Regions from separate parts of the Sus scrofa genome. Here region 1 is linked to region 2. The links are chromatin contacts, called in public HiChIP or PLAC-seq maps. All regions are on one chromosome and are shown on one strand. The core of a region is the stretch at or near the end of the contact, and the rest is flanking DNA. Distances in the headings are between cores, read along the strand shown.

Evidence for each region. HiChIP or PLAC-seq counts read pairs in DNA pulled down with a chosen protein or histone mark.
Region 1: an H3K27ac HiChIP or PLAC-seq map of alveolar macrophages shows a contact between it and region 2. The contact joins the promoter of MLH1 here to the enhancer-like site in region 2. A contact is called at or near these places in 2 of 5 promoter capture datasets (fetal liver and liver), 4 of 47 Hi-C or Micro-C datasets (alveolar macrophages, embryonic fibroblasts, heart right ventricle and 1 more) and 2 of 2 datasets of contacts at active chromatin or transcription factors (alveolar macrophages and skeletal muscle).

Annotation. Positions count from the first base shown.
Region 1 is chr13:21,876,457-21,879,254 of Sscrofa11.1, forward strand. MLH1 (mutL homolog 1) reads right to left here and starts at 1,264. Exons shown (of 19, transcript NM_001172367.1): 1 at 1,087-1,264. The coding sequence starts at 1,202. EPM2AIP1 (EPM2A-interacting protein 1) reads left to right here and starts at 1,407. Exons shown (of 2, transcript XM_005652390.3): 1 at 1,407-2,798. The coding sequence starts at 1,690.
Region 2 is chr13:21,683,016-21,685,901 of Sscrofa11.1, forward strand. The region is part of intron 1 of LRRFIP2 (leucine-rich repeat flightless-interacting protein 2); the gene reads left to right. Among named protein-coding and RNA genes, the nearest start is that of LRRFIP2, 18 kb to the left of the region's middle. Within about 2 kb of position 1,401, at least 3 of the 83 cell types and tissues checked have an H3K27ac peak or open chromatin away from gene starts, as enhancers often do. A contact at or near this core is called in alveolar macrophages, where this site is marked.

The DNA of each region.
Region 1 (2,798 bases), core at 14-2,513, 190 kb after region 2:
GTCCCATTGTGGCGCAGTGGAAATAAATCCAACTAGGAACCATGAGGTTGCAGGTTCGATCCCTGCCCTTGCTCAGTGGGTTAACGATCCCGGTATTGCCGTGAGCTATGTTGTAAGTCGAAGACGCCCCTCGGATCCTGCGTTGCTGTGGCTCTGGCACGTAGGCCGGCAGCTACAGCTCCCATTAGACCCCTAGCCTGGGAATCTCCATATGCCCTGGGAGCGGCCCAAGAAATGGCAAAAATAAAATAAAATAAATAAAATAAAATAAATAAAATAAAAAAATAAAATTAAATAAAATAAAATAAATAAATAAAATAAAGTAAAATAAAATAAAATAAAATAAAAAATAAAATAAAATAAATAAAGTAAAAAAAATAAAATAAAATAAATAAAATTAAAAAATAAAATAAAATAAAATAAAATTCAGGAGTTCCCATCGTGGCTCAGGGGTTGACGAAACCGACTAGGAGCCATGAGGTTGCGGGTTCCATCCCTGGCCTTGCTCAGTGGGTTAAGGATCTGGTGTTGTTGTGAGCAGACGCGTCTGCTACCTACCTGTGGTGTAGGTAGCAGACGCGGCTCAGATCCCGCGTTGCTGTGGCTCTGGCGTAGGCCGGCAGCTACAGCTCCGATTGGACCCCAAGCCTGGGAACCTCCATATGCCGCGGGAGCGGCCCGAGAAGAAAAAAAAAATTAAAAAGGAATTGTACTTCTGAATGTATACAGAATAAGCAAGAAACTGACGCCCTCTGAAGGATGAAGAGAGGGGTGTTTTTTCTTCTTAAATGTAAAAAGCTTTTTAAACGTTTAAAAAGTTGCATCTTCTGCACATATAATTTTAGAATTTCTCTTAGTTGATGGCACCATTAAAACAATACTGTATCGCCCTCTCTTTGTGCCCCCATCAACCCTAAAGTCTCGAAGGGACGCTCGAGGACCCGGGAGAGAGGAAGGCAGGACCCCGGCCTCCCCGCGGCGGCGGCGCGCGGCACACCCCTCCACTCAGGGCAGAGAGGCGTGTCCGCGCCATCCTGAGCAGTGGCCCGTTAGGTTCTAAGGAAGCCTGGACTCCTCCCTTCGTACCAGTTCTCAATCATCTCCTTAATGGCATTAGCCGGCCGCTGGATAACCTCCCCTGCCGCGATGCGGTTCACCACTGTCTCGTCCAACCGCCGGATAACTCCCGGTACCTGCGACATTTTGGCGCCAGAGCAGGCCGTGTAACGGTGAGACGCTCACTGGAAGGGCTTTCAGCCAATCTCCTTAGAGCTTCGCACCCACATCCTTCCAGCAACACTGCTGACGCCGTCCCGTCCCGCCCTCTAGCGGCAACACCACTTCCGGGACAGAGAGGTACTGATTGGGCATCTTGAATGCCAGTCAAGTTCTTAGCTCCATGATTCCTGTTCTCTTAGCCCTCCTTAGGCGGCTTTAGTGCACTTTGCAGCGAGAAGGATATGCGCCTGCGCGCTAAAAATCAGTGTCCGCTCTTCCTATTGGCTCATGCTTGCGGCAGGGGAATACGAAATCTCCAGCCAATAGGAATCAAGGTGCCGGAACCCCAGTGGTTTCCCCAGCTGGGGTGATCTGGCGCAGAGCGGAGTTGGCGCTTGGGGATCGCTCCTGCTCCTCCCCTCTCCTTGCGGCCTCCGGGAGGTCGGCCCAGATCCAGTGGTCTCCCGTGAGATGTGGATGACGCCCAAGAGGAGCAAAATGGAAATCGAGGAGCCTCGGGGTTTCCAGGCCGAGTGGACTCAGCGTTACCTGGTTGTGGAGCCTCCGGAAGGCGAAGGCGCCCTGTGCCTGGTCTGTCGCCGCCTGGTCGTAGCCAATGGCGAACCCGATGTCAGGCACCACTACGAGGCGGAGCACGATTACTACGAGCGGTATGTGGCGGAGGGCGAGCGCGCGGCCCTGGTGGAGCGTCTGCGTCAGGGCGACTTGCCCGATGCCGCCCCGCTCACCCCGGAGGAGAGAGCTGCTCGTGCAGGCCTCGGGCTCACCCGCCTCTTGGCCTTGAAGGGTCGCGGCTGGGGTGAGGGGGACTTCGTGTACCGGTGCATGGAGGTGATGCTCAGAGATGTGCTGCCTGATCACGTAGGCGTTATGGATGGCATTGATTTATCTCCGGAGATCACGCAGCAGAGGGTCCTAGACATTAACCAGAATCTACGCAGTCAGCTTTTTAACCGAGCCAAGGACTTTAAGGCCTATTCCCTTGCGTTGGACGACCAGGCTTTTGTGGCCTATGAGAACTACCTCCTCGTCTTTGTCCGCGGCGTGGGCCACGATTTAGAGGTGCAGGAAGAGCTTCTGACCATCATCAACCTGACTCAGCACTTCAGTGTTGGTGCCCTCATGGCGGCAATCCTTGAGGCCCTGCAAACTGCAGGGCTTAGCCTGCAGCGGATGGTTGGACTGACCACGACCCACACTCTGAGGATGATTGGTGAGAACTCAGGGCTGGTGTCATACATGAGAGAAAAGGCTGTAAGCCCCAACTGTTGGAATGTTATCCATTATTCGGGGTTTCTTCACTTGGAACTGTTGAGCTCCTACGATGTGGATGTTAATCAGATCATAAATGCCATATCTGAATGGATAGTTTTGATTAAGACCAGAGGCGTTAGGCGGCCAGAATTTCAGGCTTTACTAACTGAATCGGAATCAGAGCATGGTGAAAGGGTTAATGGACGCTGTCTGAACAATTGGCTTAGAAGAGGGAAGACCTTAAAACTAATATTTTCTTTAAGAAAAGAGATAAAAACATTTTTGGTTTCAATAGGGGCAACAAC
Region 2 (2,886 bases), core at 151-2,650:
CCCACACCACAGCTGTGACTACACCAGATCCTTAACCCACTGAACCACCAGGGAACCCTTGTCTTATTTTTCCTAAATGCTCCAACAGATTTTTTTCAGTGTCTACTCTTTCTAATTGATTTTGAGCAAAATAATTAGTGGTTTACTTGTGAAGTATGTATAGATAAATAGAAAACAAAAAAGTTTCGGGAAGAATAATAAAATGAGCATCTGCAGTCTCACTACATAGGCCAAGAAATTGAACATTACAGTATCCTGGTAGTTTCTTGTAAATAACCTCAAATGGCATCTTTTTCCCCTCCAGGTAATTATAATCCCATTTTACATGTTAATCCCTCTTTTGGGACCATTCTCTGCCTAACCCTGCAGTCCCAGATCTCTCTCTAAATGTGTATTCCTAATCAATATGTGGTTTAATTTTGAGAAACAACAGTTTGATCAACTTTTTGTGTCTGTCAGTCAAATTAGGCTAGCCTACCCTAACAAACAACCCCCAAGTTTCAGTGGTTTAACATGTTAAAGCCTGTTTCTCTTCTGTGAGTTGGAAAGCACTGGCAAAGGAGATGTTGATTCCACAAAGTCACCCTCGGACTCGGGCTCCTTTCATCTAGTGACTCTGCTGTTCCCTGAGGCTCAGAGACTTTCACACTTTTCACTGAGCTCTCTGCATCTGGCTGGCAGATTCAAGGGCAAAGAGAGGGAATATGGTAGATTCCGTGGAAAGTTTGATGGGCCTGGACTAATACATCTGTCACCTTTGGTCAGAATTCAGTCAAATGGCTGCACTTAATGCAAGAAAGATTATGAAATACAGCATAGCCATGGGCAATAAAGGGAAATGACTTGGTGAACAGAAGGTCAATTTCTACCATAGTATGTAACCTTAAGCAGTATCATTTTTTCAACAGTTTTGAAAAACTGAATGGCAAGTATAAACATAGTGATGAACAGAAGAGTCCATATTACCACTGTTTAAATGAAGGCTCGCAGGAGAAGATAAGCTGAACAGTGACTTCCTTGAGTCTGGTCTGTTAAGTCCTTGGGAAAGTTTGCTGATGAGTCCTGGGAAACCATAAAACTCATCACAGTCAGGGCACCTGGCAGAGCTGAAGTCTCTACAAGGTACTAAATACGTGGAAGAAATATGGTTGGGGAAGTACACTGCTCTTTCTAAGCTCTTCATGCTCTAGCCATTAGGAATAGGTAAAAGCAAAATATATCTGTAGTGTAACGTATGTCCTCAGCCAATCTAGGCAGACAGGGATGGGACACCGGGAACTTCATCAACATGGGGTCAACACTGACTAAATTCAGATAAAGACCTAGACCAGCTCAGCTCTCATTAAAAAGAAGTCTCAATGGCTGTGGGGATGTGGGTGGTGACAGCCCTCTATTGTGTCTCTTGAATCACATTGCTTCCATCTGTAGCTTTCTTCCTGGGATGTCTATAACCCTTGCTGGGGATCAGTCCACTTTGCCTCTTCTGTGTTGAATTTATTCCCTGTATGCTAAATTCTCTCCCTTTTGGTTTTTATTTTATTTGAGGAGATGCGTCTTCTAATAACTTATTAACAAAGGGTGTAAGAGGTAAATTTTTGAGAACTGGCATGTCTGAAGTGTCTTTAATACTCAAGTATGAGAATAGAACAGTATGGCTGGACATAGGCTGCTTACAGGTTGTCTGTAATTTTCTTTCATGAACTCAAAGGCATCATTCTAGTGTCTTCTTGTTGCCATAATTGCTTTTGTTTTAAAAGGCTGAAGCCATTCTAGGAGTTCCTGTTGTGGCAGAGTGGAAACGAATCCGACTAGGAACCATGAGGTTGCGGGTTCGATCCCTGGCCTCGATCAGTGGGTTAAGGATCTGGTGTTACCTTGAGCTGTGGTGTAGATCCTAGACGTGGCTCAGATCCCGCGTTGCTGTGGCTCTGGCATAGGCTGGTAGCTACAGCTCCGATTGGACCCCTAGCCTGGGAACCTCCATATGCCAAGGGTGCGGCCCGAAAAAGACAAAAAAAAAAACAAAAAAAAACTGAAGCCATTCTAATTGTTAATCCTTTTACATGTAACCTGATTTTTTTCCACCCCTAGAAGCTTATAAAATCATCCGTTCCCCTATGTTTGAAATTAACTATCGTATGTCACTATGGAATACCTCGGTATGGACTCAGGACTTGAGTTGCACATTCTATAGGCACTTGGAATCTGGCAACTCATGTCCTTACTTCTGGGAGGTTATTTTATTAGTGATTTCTTTTTTTTTTTTTTTTTTGTCTTTTTGCTATTTCTTGGACCGCTCCCGCAGCATATGGAGGCTCCCAGGCTAGGGGTCCAATCGGAGCTGTAGCCACCAGCCGGCCAGAGCCACAGCAACGTGGGATCCGAGCCGCGTCTGCAACCTACACCACAGCTCACGACAACGCCGGATTGTTAACCCACTGAGCAAGGGCAGGGACCGAACCCGCAACCTCATGGTTCCTAGTCGGATTCATTAACCACTTCGCCACGACGGGAACTCCTGTACTTGTATCACATTATATCTTGTTGTCTTCTTCCTTTTATGAGCCTAATCGTTATCTTGCCTAACCTTTTAGGGCATAATTTTGTCTTTCTATCTAAGATAGGTTTAAGCTACCCAAACCTGAGCAATGTGGCTCGAGAGAAGGAAAATGTTGACATCTTCATTTCTGATATCAAAGTACATCATGTCACCATTATTTTTTTTTTTCTAGTCGGTGAGTTACATAGTGAAAGGAATTATAGAGGTCTTCAGGGAAACCCAAAAATTTTCAAGAATTTTTCTCTGTTAATAAAAACTTACAGGAGTTCCTGTCGTGGCTCAGTGGTTAACGAATCCGACTAGGAACCATGAGGTTGCGGGTTTGA